2 separate regions of the Mus musculus genome follow, and region 2 is linked to region 1. A link is a contact called in public HiChIP or PLAC-seq data. All regions are on one chromosome and are shown on one strand. The core of a region is the stretch at or near the end of the contact, and the rest is flanking DNA. Distances in the headings are between cores, read along the strand shown. Region 1 holds the start of Kcnd1 (potassium voltage-gated channel, Shal-related family, member 1). Region 2 holds the start of Pim2 (proviral integration site 2).

Region 1 (6,888 bases), core at 1,666-4,165:
GGGAAATAAATGCATAGGTAGATGGATGCGTGGCTGGATGAATAAATGAGTAGATGAATCAGTAAGTGGAGAGAGTATGGATAAATGGAGATATAAATGGGCAGATGGATGTCTAGAGGGGTGGACAAATGGATGTGGATGAATTAACCATATGGGTAGACTGATGGATTTATGGAGGGGTTGGAAATGGCTAGAGTGGGGCTCAGGATGTAGAAGGGAATGAAAGGGAAGGTTAAGGTTGGATGTGTACATGCCAGGTGAAGCTATGCAGTGGTTGATAGAAAAATGGAGTATTGCTACTTAGAGATAGGTTGGCACAGGGTTGGGTAGAGGATGAGCCCGTAGGTGACTCTGGATGGATGGGTGTGGAGAGGGATGGGCATTGTCTTTGGTTTTGCGGGTGGAAGGATGGGTGCGTGAAAGCATAGGCAAGTCAGGAGTATGAAAAGGAAGCAAGTGAACAGAATGGGTGGGTAAATGGCTCACGAGGCTAGGCAGTTCTACTTTACTGCGCTCTCCTCACACACCTTTAGTTACTTAAGACTAGGCATCCTGCCAGGCCTTACCTTATGCCAACCCCCGATCGTGGTACTTCAGTGAATGCTCTAAAGGACACTGTCAAGTTGGGATAAGTCTATCTGACCACTGGGAAACAAGTCACCCGATCAAGGACATATCACGTCTGGCAGAGCTGGAGTTAGAGCTCATAGACATATCCCGGAGGCATTCAGTACTCGCGTTGTGATACCCAGAAGCAGGGCCCACTATGGAGAGGTGTGATCAGAGGGCAGTGGACTGAAAGCCTTGCTCTTTTTGGTAAGGGGCCTACAGGTAGGTGGGTGGTACCTGGATTGTCCCCATCTGTACTGCCCTTGCCCCTCATTTTGCATCTCCAAACTGGAAGATGCTTACAGGAACCCCACAAGCAAAGTGTGCTTTAGAAGTAGGGCCCTGACCTGTGCTCTCCCTCCAGAGCAGATCTGGAGGCCTGGTCATCTAAAGAAACATCCACACTAGTCCCCCCTCCCCCACTTCTCCCCGCCTTTCCACAGCCTGGGGGCAGGGAGGGGACACAGCACTGCATCATTCCCCGTGGCACTCCGCTCTGGGGCCATTAACAGACGCCTTCCCATCGATTGGTTCTGCTAAGTGCTGCTGATTCAGACGGGTGGGGGTGAGGGCCCCTAGGGGCAGTGGGGGTAGGAACTGGGCAGAAAAAAGGGGGGAGTCCAGGAAGTAGGAGGTGGGGAGAACTGGCAAAGTTCCCTGCCACCCCCATTTTCCAGATGACACGACTGAGGCCCAACCAGCTCTGTAAGGAGGCGGAGTTTCCCCAGGGTCCCTCTCAAGCTGTCCTAGGGGAGGGGGCTCTGGGAGCCACGTGGCCCCTCCCTGCCTCTCGCTTCATCTCCCGACAAGCTCCAGAGGGGCGGGGAGAGAACGCTGGAGGAGGAGGAACTCCGGCAGCTCTGCAGAGGGGGCCAGGAGCTCCGGTATTTGGTACCCCCAGCCCCAACGCTGTTGCTGCTGCTGCAGCGGGGACACAGGTGAGGACAGCCCTGTGGGGCGAGGGAGGGACCCATCAATAGCTCTGTCCTTGTCTTTTCCTGGTCCAGTCCCCATGCCCTAGTCCATCCTGGAACAGTCCCCAGGGGTCCCACTGGACCTTGTCCTTCTAGAGCCTCCTTCCAAGGACCCAGAAGCCTCCTCCCCCTGTCTCCCACCCCGCCCCCGCTTGTGCCACCTTTCCCTCCTAGGCCTGGCTGTGGCTGCTCTCTTCCTCCTCCTCCTCCTCCTGCTGCTACTGCTGCTGTTATTGCTGCTGCTCCCACTGCTGCTACTGCTGTGGCTGGGCACACACAGCCAGTTCCTCGGTGTGTGTTTACCTCAGACCTGCGCTCAACGAACGGTGGGACCCAGCCTTCTCCTGGTCTTCTCTACCAGCATCCTGCAAGGTTCAGCCGCCCCTCTCCCGGAAGACACACCCAACTTTCTTCCAATACCCCGCCCCCTCTCCAACCTATTTTGAGGGAATCCCCTCCTCTTAGCAGTCTTTTGAGTTTCCCTTGTGTGCTTAGGGGGCTATATCCAACTTGAGTACACTTGAGTATCAGCCCTTTGGGGTTCCCCAGACTCCCCGTTCTCATCCAGAGCTCTTCAGATATGGACCAGGCTTCCTAAGCTCCTCCAGGTAACCTCTCGCCGGCTTCTTAAAAATAAGCCAGTCCCATATAGCACTTTAGCGATCCTGAGCCCTAATCCTCACGTCTCCTACCTTCCCTAGAACTCCTGTAGATTGTAGTTAATACCCTCCAGGCTCTCCTTGGTAGTGCCAGTCACTCCTGAGATACTTTTTAGCATCTTTTACAACCTCCTGGCTCTAGAGCTACCCTTGAGATGCTCCAGTCCCCTTTTGTGATCTACAAGGGGGCTCCAACCCAGGGATCATTTCCTGTAAGTCTTCTGGGTGTGGACAGCCCTCCCTTCAGCCTTTTCCAAACAGCTCTGGTTCCATCTCCACCGCTCTGAATGCCCCTACCTGTCTCCTCTCCAACCCAACTGAGGGATTGCAGGCCGTCCTTTACTGAGAACTCTTGAGAGTGCACAACTCCCAACCTAGTTCTTGGTCCCTCTGGACACCCTCAGACAACTCTCAGGAATGTGTTGCGTCCTCTAGAATCATCTCAGACTTTCTAGACCTGAGGATCCTTCTTGGTTCCTCTGGCTCGTCAAAGCCTTCTCAGTCCCTTAGAAAGCTCCCCCAAGCCCCCTAAGTTCCTGTCTGTCTCTCTAGTTCCTCCTCCTGGTTCCTCTTGGTCTTTCCTTTCTCTCTCTCTCCCCCTCCCCATACACACACACACACACACACACACACACACACACACTGGTTTCCTTTTCTGGGTAGCCCAAGGTCTCTCCAAGCCTCCACCATCCTGGCGGTAGCCACATTCTCCTAAACAAAACATCCCCAAGTCTCCGTGGGCCTGGGGAGCTGCAGGATGGCGGCAGGTGTGGCCACATGGCTACCATTTGCAAGGGCCGCAGCAGTGGGCTGGCTGCCCTTAGCCCAGCAGCCCCTACCCCCTGCACCGGAGGTGAAGGCATCCCGAGGGGATGAGGTTCTGGTGGTGAATGTGAGTGGTCGGCGCTTTGAGACCTGGAAAAACACACTGGATCGCTACCCAGACACATTGCTGGGCAGCTCGGAGAAGGAATTCTTCTATGATGCTGAATCTGGCGAGTACTTCTTTGATCGTGACCCAGACATGTTCCGGCACGTGCTGAACTTTTATCGCACTGGCCGGCTGCACTGCCCCAGGCAGGAGTGCATCCAGGCCTTTGATGAGGAGCTGGCCTTCTATGGCTTGGTCCCAGAGCTGGTTGGTGACTGCTGTCTTGAAGAGTACAGGGACCGTAAGAAGGAAAACGCAGAGCGCCTGGCAGAAGATGAGGAGGCTGAGCAGGCCGGGGAAGGTCCAGCCCTTCCAGCAGGCAGCTCCCTGCGACAGCGACTCTGGAGGGCCTTTGAGAACCCCCACACGAGCACTGCAGCCCTGGTTTTCTACTATGTGACTGGCTTCTTCATAGCTGTGTCAGTCATTGCCAACGTCGTGGAGACCATCCCATGTCGTGGTACCCCACGATGGCCCTCCAAAGAGCAGTCGTGTGGTGACCGCTTCCCTACAGCCTTTTTCTGTATGGACACAGCCTGTGTACTCATATTCACAGGGGAGTACCTGCTGCGGCTCTTCGCAGCCCCCAGCCGTTGTCGCTTCCTGCGGAGTGTGATGAGCCTTATCGATGTGGTGGCCATCCTACCCTACTATATTGGGCTGTTCGTGCCCAAGAATGATGATGTCTCTGGTGCCTTTGTCACCCTCCGTGTGTTCCGGGTCTTCCGAATCTTCAAGTTCTCCAGGCACTCGCAGGGCCTGAGGATTCTGGGCTACACCCTCAAGAGCTGTGCCTCTGAGCTAGGCTTTCTCCTCTTTTCCCTCACCATGGCCATCATCATCTTTGCCACTGTCATGTTCTATGCTGAGAAGGGCACGAGCAAGACCAACTTCACAAGCATCCCTGCTGCCTTCTGGTATACCATTGTCACCATGACCACACTTGGGTAAGTATAGACCTTGAGTTGGGAGCTGGGCAACATCCCCTCTCTGTAACATTAGGAAGGTTAGAGCATGAACTCTACGCCTCTATGGTGAAGGACGTCATACCCAGAGCCTCACCCATGCAAAACACATGTGCTACTTCAGCCTGCCACCCCGACTTTTGTTTGCTTTAGTTTGTTTCGTTATTGTTGATTTTTTAAAAAAGATTTATTATTTTATGAATGTGAGTACACTATAGCTGTCTTTCAGACACACCAGAAGAGGGCATCAGATCTCATTACAGATGGTTGTGAGCCACCATGTGGTTGCTGGGAATTGAACTCAGGACCTCTGGAAGATCAGTCAGTTTCTCTGTGTAGCCCTAGCTGTCCTGGAACTAACTCTGTAGACCAGGCTGGCCTCAAACTCACAGATCTGCCTGTCTCTGTCTCCCAAGTGCTGGGATTAAAGGTGTGCGCCACCACCGCCCAGCTTCTGCCACTCCTTTTTTGAGACAAGTTTGTCATGATATATATAGTCTAAGCTAGGGTCAAACATATTATCCTCCTGCCTCCACTTTCCCAGAGCTGGTATCACAGATATATACCAGCACAGTTGGCTCCTTTATCTCCTTTTGAGCTCTAGTTTGTTAATCTGTAAAAATTCAGAGAGCTGGGATTGGAGGAATGGCTCACTGGTACATACCACTTCTGCAGAAGACCCAAATTTGGTTCCCAGAACCCAAGTTAGATGGCTCACAACTGCCTGCAATTCCAGTTCCTGAGAATCTGATGGCTTTGGCCTTCCAGGCATCTGCACGCTAGTGCACATGTCTGCACACAGATACATAATATACAAAATTGAAAATAGTAAGAATAAATCATCATCTTTTAGGTTTTAGGTTTTTTAGACAGAATTTCACTATGCAACCTTGGCTGGCCTAGGACTTGTTATATAGACCAGGCTGGCCTTGAACTCATAGAAATCTGCCCTCTTCTGCCTCCAAAGTGCTAGGTTAAAGGTATGTTGCCTCTATGCCTGGCAAAATAAATCTCTTATAATAAAATTTAGGGAGCTATAGAGATGGCTGACTGGTTAAGACGACTTGCTGCTCTTGCAGAGGATCCAGGTTTGGTTCCCAGCACCCCCATAGCAACTAAGAACAATCTGAAATTCCCATTCCAGAGTATCCAGTGCCCTCTTCTGACCTCCTCAGGCACTGCATACATGTGGGGAACACATGGACATGCAGGCAAAACACTCACACATGTAAAGTGAATCTTAATCAATATTAAGATAAGGGCTGGGCAGTGGTGGCGCATGCCTTTGATCCCAGTACTTGGAAGGCAGAGGCGGGCGGGTTTCTGAGTTTGAGGCCAGCCTGGTCTACAGAGTGAGTTTCAGGACAGCCAGGGCTACACAGAGAAACCCTGTCTCGGAAAATAAATAAATAAATAAATAAATAAGGGCTGGAAAGATGGCTCAGCGGGTAAGAGCACTGATTGTTCTACCAAAGGTCCTGAGTTCAAATCCCAACCACATGGTGGCTCACAACCACCCGTAATGAGATCTGATGCCCTCTTCTGGTGTGTCTGAAGTCAGCTACAGTGTACTTATGTATAATAATAAATAAATAAATCTTTGGGCTGGAGTGAGCGGGACTGACCAGAGCAGCAGAAGTCCTAAATTTAATTTCCAACAACCACATGAAGGCTCACAACCATCTGTACAGCTGCAGTGTACACACATAAAAATAGATAAATAAATCAATCTTAAAAAAAATAAATAAAATCTAGCTTGGTTGGTGGAACACACCTATAATCCCAGCATCCCCAGGAGCAGAGGCAGATGGAGCTCTAGGAGTTCAAGGCTAGCTTGGTTTACATATTGAGTTCTAGGCCTGCTAGGGCTGTACAGTAAGACCCATTCTTAAAATTAAAAATTAGACAATCCAAGAGGTATAGTGGTATATCTTTAATCCCAGGATTTAAGTGGCAGAGGCAGGCAGATCTCTTATCAATTTGAGGCTAACCTGGGCTACATAGCATGACCCTATCTTTATTTTTTTTTAAAGATTTATTTATTATAAGTACACTGTAGCTGTCTTCAAACACACCAGAAGAGGGCGTCAGATCTCATTATGGGTGGTTGTGAGCCACCATGTGGTTGCTGGGAATTGAACTCAGGACCTTCAGGAAAGCAGTCAGTTCTCTTACCCACTGAGCCATCTCACCAGCCCATGACCCTATCTTTAAAAATATGTAGGGAGTTATATTTAAATTTTCGAATTCTTCTCAGTGCTGACCATGCCTTGCTATTTCTGGGTCAGATTTCAGGACCTTTGTCACTCTCTTTCTCTTCTCACTTCCTTGGGGTCCCAGTTTCCTTCTCTTTTCTTTGAGACAGTGTTACATTATGTAGCACAGGCTTGCCTTTTGGTCCAAGGTGGCCTCAGACTCAAAAGCAATCTTCAGCCTCCTCACTCTACTTGGATTATAGGCATCAGGCACTGTGTTAGGTTCCTCTTTGTAAAAAGGGAAACGATAGCTCTAAGAGGATTCAATGATACCATGTGAGTTCTCTGAATGCTTCTGGCATAGGAGACACAGGTATCAATTTCCTATCACATTTATTTATTTATTTATTTATTTTACATTTTGAGGATTCATGTCAAGTGTGTCAACCTTCTAGAGTTGTCTGCTGTGGGAGCATTGTCTCTGAGACTTTGCATTTCTTTTCTTTTCCTTGAGGTAGATGCTTTCTTCCTAAGAAGGAAGGCCAAACTGCCCTT
Region 2 (6,888 bases), core at 1,552-4,051, 55 kb after region 1:
AAGATTGTTTCTTAAAAGAACAAAACCAACAACAACTCTACAACTGGTCGTGGTCATGCCTTTGATCCCAGCACTGAGGAGGGCAGAGGCAGAGGTGGATCTTTTGAGTTGCAGGCCAGCTGGGCTATACAGCAAGACGCTTTTATTAAAAATCATAAACTTCAGAACCAAATCGACTGAAACTGAAGTCCCTACTCCCACCTACCATATTTGCATTAGGGAGCCTAGGGCTAATTTAAAGGACTGTATGAGCCAGAGGCCAAGACTGGTGTCTGAATTTCTACTCTCAACCTTAATGCTCATTCATTCTTGTGATAATCTGATGAAATAAGCAATCACTAATGAGTTCAGTGACCAGAGGTGGCCCTTGCCCAACTGGGTTTTAAACGTTGGAGGATGAAATGGCTAAATCCTTTTTTTGTTGTTTGTTCCTCAGGTCTGTTGACACCTCTGTCCATACCCCTGCTAGGGTTTGTAAAGCCCAGCTAGAGAAGGCTGGCTGGCCCTCAGGTTTCCTCAGAGCAGTCTTCTCCCACTCCCCAATGCCTCAGTGAGGTCCTTTCAGAAGAAGGCTGTGTAGGGTGGCCCTACGGTGAGGGTATGGCTTGCCCAGTGGGTGGCTACAGGATATCTGAAATACGTGGTCAAGCATGAGCACGCCAAGAGGGTTGATTCATTTCAAATCTACCTGCCTTGTCTCACTGTGTGGCTTTGGGCTCTCTTTGACTTTAAAGTGTCCCATCTGCAACTACAGGGGTCATTAATGTCTGCTACCTCATGCTCTCTGATTTGTGAGTATTGACAGAGAATGTGTATGGTCAATAATGTACTACTGGGAACAGTACCTGGTACACTCTTAGAGCACAAATGTTGGGGTTCTTACCAGACTTTAGGGGTGGGGGTATTACCGTATTTTGTAAGTTTGTACCATTTGGCCTCAGCCTGACTCTTGCTACTCTTGGCTTTTACTTGCAATTTGCCCTAACCCTATCTTCAGCAAGACAAAGGGATCACCTGAAAAAACCCTGTGTGATCCCATTGGCACTCTCCCTTCTGTCTACGACTATTCCGAAGAACTGTACTATAAATAAACTTCTGGGCTGGGGCTGTGATGCTTACTTATCTTGTTTGTGTGTGTCTTAAGATCTCCCCTCCACTAAAGCCTGTCAGGATCATAGGGAGACACCTAGGGATGCTGGCTGAGTAAGGGACATTATGTGTTACCTTTTCTGCTTTGCGTGTATTGTCTGTGCCTGTGACTACATTGAGTCTTGAGTCAACCAGTTTCTCTGAATTCCAGTGTCTCTGGTTGAGTGTGGATGTGTCTGTTTCCGATGAGGCTTGTTTCCAGGTGTATCAGATGGTGACTGAGTGTGGGACTCTGCCTATGACAGTTTGTGTCTGGTATCCGAGAGAAAGAAATGCATGTTTGCGTGGGTCTCTCAGTGACAGTACATCTGTAGTTTGTCTGGATACTTTCAGTGATAAGCTGCGTGTCTGATAGTGTGTGATTGGGTCCGGCTTTTGTTGATTTGCTTATCTATGTGGTGATTTAGAGCCCAAGGATGACTACGTACCTGCTTTGGAGCAGTGCGTGTATGTGTGGAACAACTGTATATTCTTGTGACAGACTCTGGGTCTCTCATTTCTGGGGCAGCACAAATATTTCTGTGAATGTACATATCTGGTGGTGCTTGTGTGCTTGTGACAAATCTGTCAATTTCTGGTGGGGGCATATGGTATTAAGTGACCCCCGTAGGACAGTACAAGTCATATCACTGAATGTTTCTTTTCGGAACACATTTTCATGTACACCTAGGTTAGGACAAGTCTACTTGAATGTGTCTGACTATATCTTTAATGGTGGTTCTCCCGTTCTTGGTGTACGTGTGGGTATGTGAGTTCCACACACGATTGGAGGTCAGAAAGCAACTTATAGAAGTCATTTCTCCCTTTTCACCATGTGAGTCCTGAGGTCAGCAGCCTTACCTGAAGACCTTTTGCTTTTAAGACAGTCTCACTATGTTGCCCAGTCTGACCTCGCTTTCAGTTCCCAGCTCCTTTTTTACAAGGAAGTTGTAGTTCCCACAAGAACTAAGTCCTGCCATTATAGATTCAAGACCCAGACTGAGTAACAGAGCCAAGTCTAGCCAGGTTTGTATAGGATAATGGCAGCAAAAAAGCACCCTACAGGTGCCAAACTGCCATTGTTTCCTCTGCATCCCTTCCTTTTGATGACGGTAAAGAATTTTACCCTTCCCTGAAGAGTGGACCAGCTCTCCTATAAGATTACAGTTTTGGAGCAAAGGCTGCCTGATCTTGGGTGAAACACACGTGACAGGATCCTGTCTAGTTCCAGGCTCTGATTTTTAAAAGCTGGTTTGTCGTTGTCTCCTTACTGAACTCAAGGCAGCAAAGGTGATGGCGGCAGCAAACCTGCATCCTAGGAAAGGAGGCTGCGCTTTTTAAAAGTGTGTACACACCCCACCACACCAACAACCAAAACAAACGCAGTTGTCGCAAAGGAATTCCCAGAAGCGTGCATGTCTGTGTGTCCGTCTGTCTATGTGTGTGCGCGCACGCGCGCGCACCCTCCTACATTTGCATACAGGCCCTTCCTCCGCGGAAGAACCTGGCATGTATTTTGCATAAGGGGCACTTGAAACGTTGAGGGTGGCATGCAAATAAGGACTGGCTCGGATTGGCTGGGGTACAGCAGGTGCCGCGTCCGGATTGATCAAAGCCAGGTGGGCGGGTCTGTCGCGCAGGGCGACTCTCCCGGGAGGCGCGTGCCCCGGCTCAGTAGCGTTGGGGCTGGCGCGCGCGACGAATCTTAACGCTGCGCCGTCTGCAGGCGCTTCCGGGCCGCCAGATTCCCTGCCTTCCACCCTGGCGCCCCCCAGCCCTGGCTCTCCGGCCGCTCTGCCCCGGGCATCCACGCCCTGCGGGCTCAGCGGATTCAGCGGGCTCAATATACGCAGCACCTCCTCCATGTTGACCAAGCCTCTGCAGGGGCATCCTTCGCCCCCTGTGACCCCCACGCAGCCTCCAGGTGAGCGTAGCCTCCTCTGTCACAAGCAGGTTGGGTGGACTGGAATGATGGGTGCTGGTGTGGGGGCGAGTCATGGCTGGGATCAGAGTACACCGCCACCCTGACTTCCTCGCCTCCGCTTGCGTAGGAGGCAAGGATCGGGCAGCTTTCGAGGCCGAATACCGACTTGGCCCCCTCCTGGGTAAGGGAGGCTTTGGCACCGTCTTCGCGGGACACCGCGTCACGGATAGACGTCAGGTATCCCCTACAAGGGGTTCTCGGAGGGTCAGGTGTTTTGGCGAAGGGTGGTGGTGGGGTACCAGTGACTGGGATGCCAGTTGCTTCAGTGGGGAGCCTGCGTCTGCAAATGTGTAGTAGAATCATAAGGAGCAGGGTTGCTAGGAGTGTGAGTGCGCGCGTGTGTCTGCAGTCCAGGTGGGTATGGGGGTGGGCAGGATTCAGGGCAAGAATTCTAGAAGATTGGCGCTTTCTACTAGGGAGGGGGCAGATATCAGGACTGGACCCCAAGATCCATGGAATTGATGTGCGTGCGCTTGTGTGTCTGAGATGGTGGGGATGTTTTAAAAGTAGGTGTTAAGTGTGGAGTCGTGAGAACAACAATCCAGATAGAGTTGTCCTGGAGATGAGGATGATGGAGGAGGGCATGCGACGTCAAAAAAAAAAAAAAAAACAAACAAAACAAAACAAAAAGACTTGGAATTCGAATCTGGGGATATGGGTCAGTGGTAGATTATTTGTCCACCATTCACAAGCACTGAGTTCAATAACCAACATCGTGGCGGGGGGAGGGGGGAGGCATGTAGAAAGACAGTGCGAGAGAAAAAGCAAAAGGAAAAAAAAAAACTACAACTCACTCCCGTTCTGGATTTCAGGGGGTCTTGATGCTTTCTTAACGAGAGCCCAGGCGTAAATATGTTTAGGTGAACTTGCTTCTGAGGACTTAAATGCTGGGTGGGCATCTGAGCTCCGATGGATGTGATATGTATGGGAACTAGGAATACCCGGGTGGAGAGACTGGAATTGGGAAGTCTGGGATCACCTGCTGCCCCCTTATCTCAGCCTTTTTTCTAGGTGGCCATCAAAGTAATCTCCCGGAACCGTGTGCTAGGCTGGTCCACCGTGGTGAGTGTCTTTGGTGTACGTCATGACCCATAGACTCCATCACAGAACGCACGCACTGCTTTTTTTCTAGGGGACATATGACTCCCTGGGCCCTGAAACCATGAGAACCCCACCAGCCTGTGATTCCTGCCTTCATGTGATAGTTCTGATTTCACCACAATTCCCCCAGAGCCCTGGATTCTCCTTTCAAACTCTCCTTTCTCATCCTTCTTCCAAACACTGCTTTTGGGGCTGTTCACAGGACATGCTGGTGGGGAAGGAGGGGCCTAGGTCACTGGTTGTCATGGTGATGCTGGCTGCTTCTCTTCTGCCACCCGGAGAACGCTAACGGACATCAGGGCGGGTCTGGGCAAATTGTAGGTAAGAGAGCTCCCCCTGGTGAACCCTTTAGGTAGTCTGTGCCGGCCCGTGGACTTGGGGGGGGGGTTTGGGGGTGAGCCTGCGCAGTAGCCGATTTTGCGTCTTCGTGAGAAAACCTGTCTGCGGCTGTGCAAGTTACTGGGTCTGTAAAGGACCCCATCTGAGGCAACTGGACTCTTGGCAGTCGCTGCCCGTTCGGGTCTGGGGCAGGGGCCTTTGACTTGTGCTGGTTGATAAGCAAGACTGACAAGACAGCATTCATTAAATGTTTACTCTGTGCCAGGTCCTTTGCAATTAATCAGTGTAAGTCGTTTTGGACAAATGAAAGCTGGGATTGGTGGTGCGCACCTGTGATCCCAACGTTCAAGAGGCTGGGTCTCTAGGATTTCAGTGAATTTGAGGCTGGCTTGGGTGGGCTACTTGGCAAAATTCTGTCTCAAACATGAGATAGAAATTTAAAAACCAGAGGACACTTCTGCCGTGGTTTAATTTATAGGCACTTTGCAAAATACGACATCATTTCTTAGAATGCATTATATGCTACATCCCTTCTACTGACTGCTCTTTCTGTCTTAACATCCTGAGTTTTGCTGTTACTAAGGATCCTTGAGGTATGCTAGTGAAGAAAACTAACCAACACTTATACAATAATAGTATTTATTAATAGTATTAATTTAATAGGATTTAGTTCCATGCTAGTCCCTCTTTGCTGTAAAGTACTTCCATTTACAAATACTTATTGAGTATCTAGTGTGCATAAAAGCTGTCCTGATGTGGATCTTGATGAACATCTTGTTTACCTATCTTAGGTAAAATTATGAAGAGGGACTTATATTATAAAACACTTTGAAGTCCAGGCATGGTGGGGCACACTTTCATCCTCTGGGGGTAGAGTCAGGTGAATCTCTTATTCCAGTCCAGCCTGGTCTATGTAGGGATCCTGTCTCAAACTCCCTCCCCTTCAAAACAGATGAGAACACTTCAATTTCTCCAAGTATTTACTGACCTACTGCATGCCAGACGTGTATGGTCTCTGTTCGTTTCACTCTCTGAAGGACTTGAACCTTTAAAGAGGGTACTAGGGTCTAGGAAGAGGAGCCCAACCGAAATTAGTGCTTTGAAAATAAACTTTGCTATGTTGAAGGCAGGGCTACAGACTTTTAACACTTGCCTCCTTCTTCTTCTTTCTTTTGATTTCCCACCCCCCAGTCAGACTCAGTCACCTGCCCACTTGAGGTTGCGCTGCTGTGGAAGGTGGGTGAAGGCAATGGCCATCCGGGTGTGATACGCCTTCTTGACTGGTTCGAAACACCCGAAGGCTTCATGCTGGTCCTTGAGCGGCCTATGCCTGCTCAGGATCTCTTCGACTATATCACAGAGAAGGGGCCGCTGGGTGAAAGCTGTAGCCGCAGCTTCTTTACCCAAGTCGTGGCAGCTGTCCAGCACTGCCACGCCCGTGGAGTTGTCCATCGGGATATCAAGGATGAGAACATCCTGATCGACCTATGCCGGGGTTCCATTAAACTCATTGATTTTGGTTCCGGCGCCCTGCTTCACGATGAGCCGTACACTGACTTTGATGGTAAGGATGCTTCTTCTCTACCCTTTAGCACTCATTCTTCTGGCTTTTCAGCTTTAGGCTCGGCTTAGCCTCTGAACATTGGACCCATGTCATACACTTTAAGGTTCTTGATTTCTATAACACTGCATACTCAAGCCTAGATTCCCCAATAAAGTTCATTTTATAAGTTTCTTAACCTTCTGGGCTCTTATTTTAGTGTGGAGTAGGATGGGGTTTTGTTGGGTTTTTTGTTTTTTGTTTTTTTTGGTTTTGGTGAAATGATCTTACTGTTAATTTTGAAGTACTCCTTTAAAGCTGTCTTGCTGCTGCTAGGACTCTGCTGTTAAACTTGGAAGTACAGGTGTTCTAGCCAATGGATACCCTCCTTTAAATTTACAGCTTGGGCTTCTAGGGACACAGGAGTTGAGGAAGGGCATCACCTGATTAGGATCTAATCCTTGGCTTGTGTGCAGGGACAAGAGTGTATAGCCCTCCAGAGTGGATCTCGCGACACCAGTACCATGCCCTGCCAGCGACCGTCTGGTCACTAGGTGTCCTACTCTATGACATGGTCTGTGGGGACATTCCCTTCGAGAGAGACCAGGAGATTCTGGAGGCTGAGCTGCACTTCCCTGCTCATGTCTCCCCAGGTGAGGCCTGTCACTCACTCACCCCAGCCCAACCGGCTTCTTTCTTCCCAAGCCTCCCAAGCCTCGCTGACTGCTAATCTCCCCTGTGCTTCTTGACCCCACAGATTGCTGTGCCCTAATCCGCCGGTGCCTGGCCCCTAAAC

What was found. HiChIP or PLAC-seq counts read pairs in DNA pulled down with a chosen protein or histone mark.
Region 2: an H3K4me3 HiChIP or PLAC-seq map of embryonic stem cells shows a contact between it and region 1, with 26 read pairs. The contact joins the promoter of Pim2 here to the promoter of Kcnd1 in region 1. A contact is called at or near these places in 18 of 39 promoter capture datasets (the 3T3-L1 cell line, 3T3-L1-derived adipocytes, the C10 cell line and 10 more), 27 of 484 Hi-C or Micro-C datasets (the Ba/F3 cell line, CD4 T cells, the G1E-ER4 cell line and 17 more), 19 of 115 datasets of contacts at active chromatin or transcription factors (the 230-238 cell line, CD8 T cells, the SCID.adh cell line and 10 more) and 4 of 9 other capture datasets (adipose tissue, embryonic stem cells, liver and 1 more).

What each region holds. Positions count from the first base shown.
Region 1 is chrX:7,820,844-7,827,731 of GRCm38.p6, forward strand. It overlaps Kcnd1 (potassium voltage-gated channel, Shal-related family, member 1), which reads left to right and starts at 2,916. Exons shown (of 6, transcript NM_008423.2): 1 at 2,916-4,120. The coding sequence starts at 3,000.
Region 2 is chrX:7,875,505-7,882,392 of GRCm38.p6, forward strand. It overlaps Pim2 (proviral integration site 2), which reads left to right and starts at 2,802. Exons shown (of 6, transcript NM_138606.2): 1 at 2,802-3,052; 2 at 3,180-3,289; 3 at 4,124-4,174; 4 at 5,744-6,116; 5 at 6,569-6,745; 6 at 6,850-6,888. The coding sequence starts at 2,815. It overlaps Otud5 (OTU domain containing 5), which reads left to right. Exons shown (of 9, transcript NM_138604.3): 9 at 1-1,122.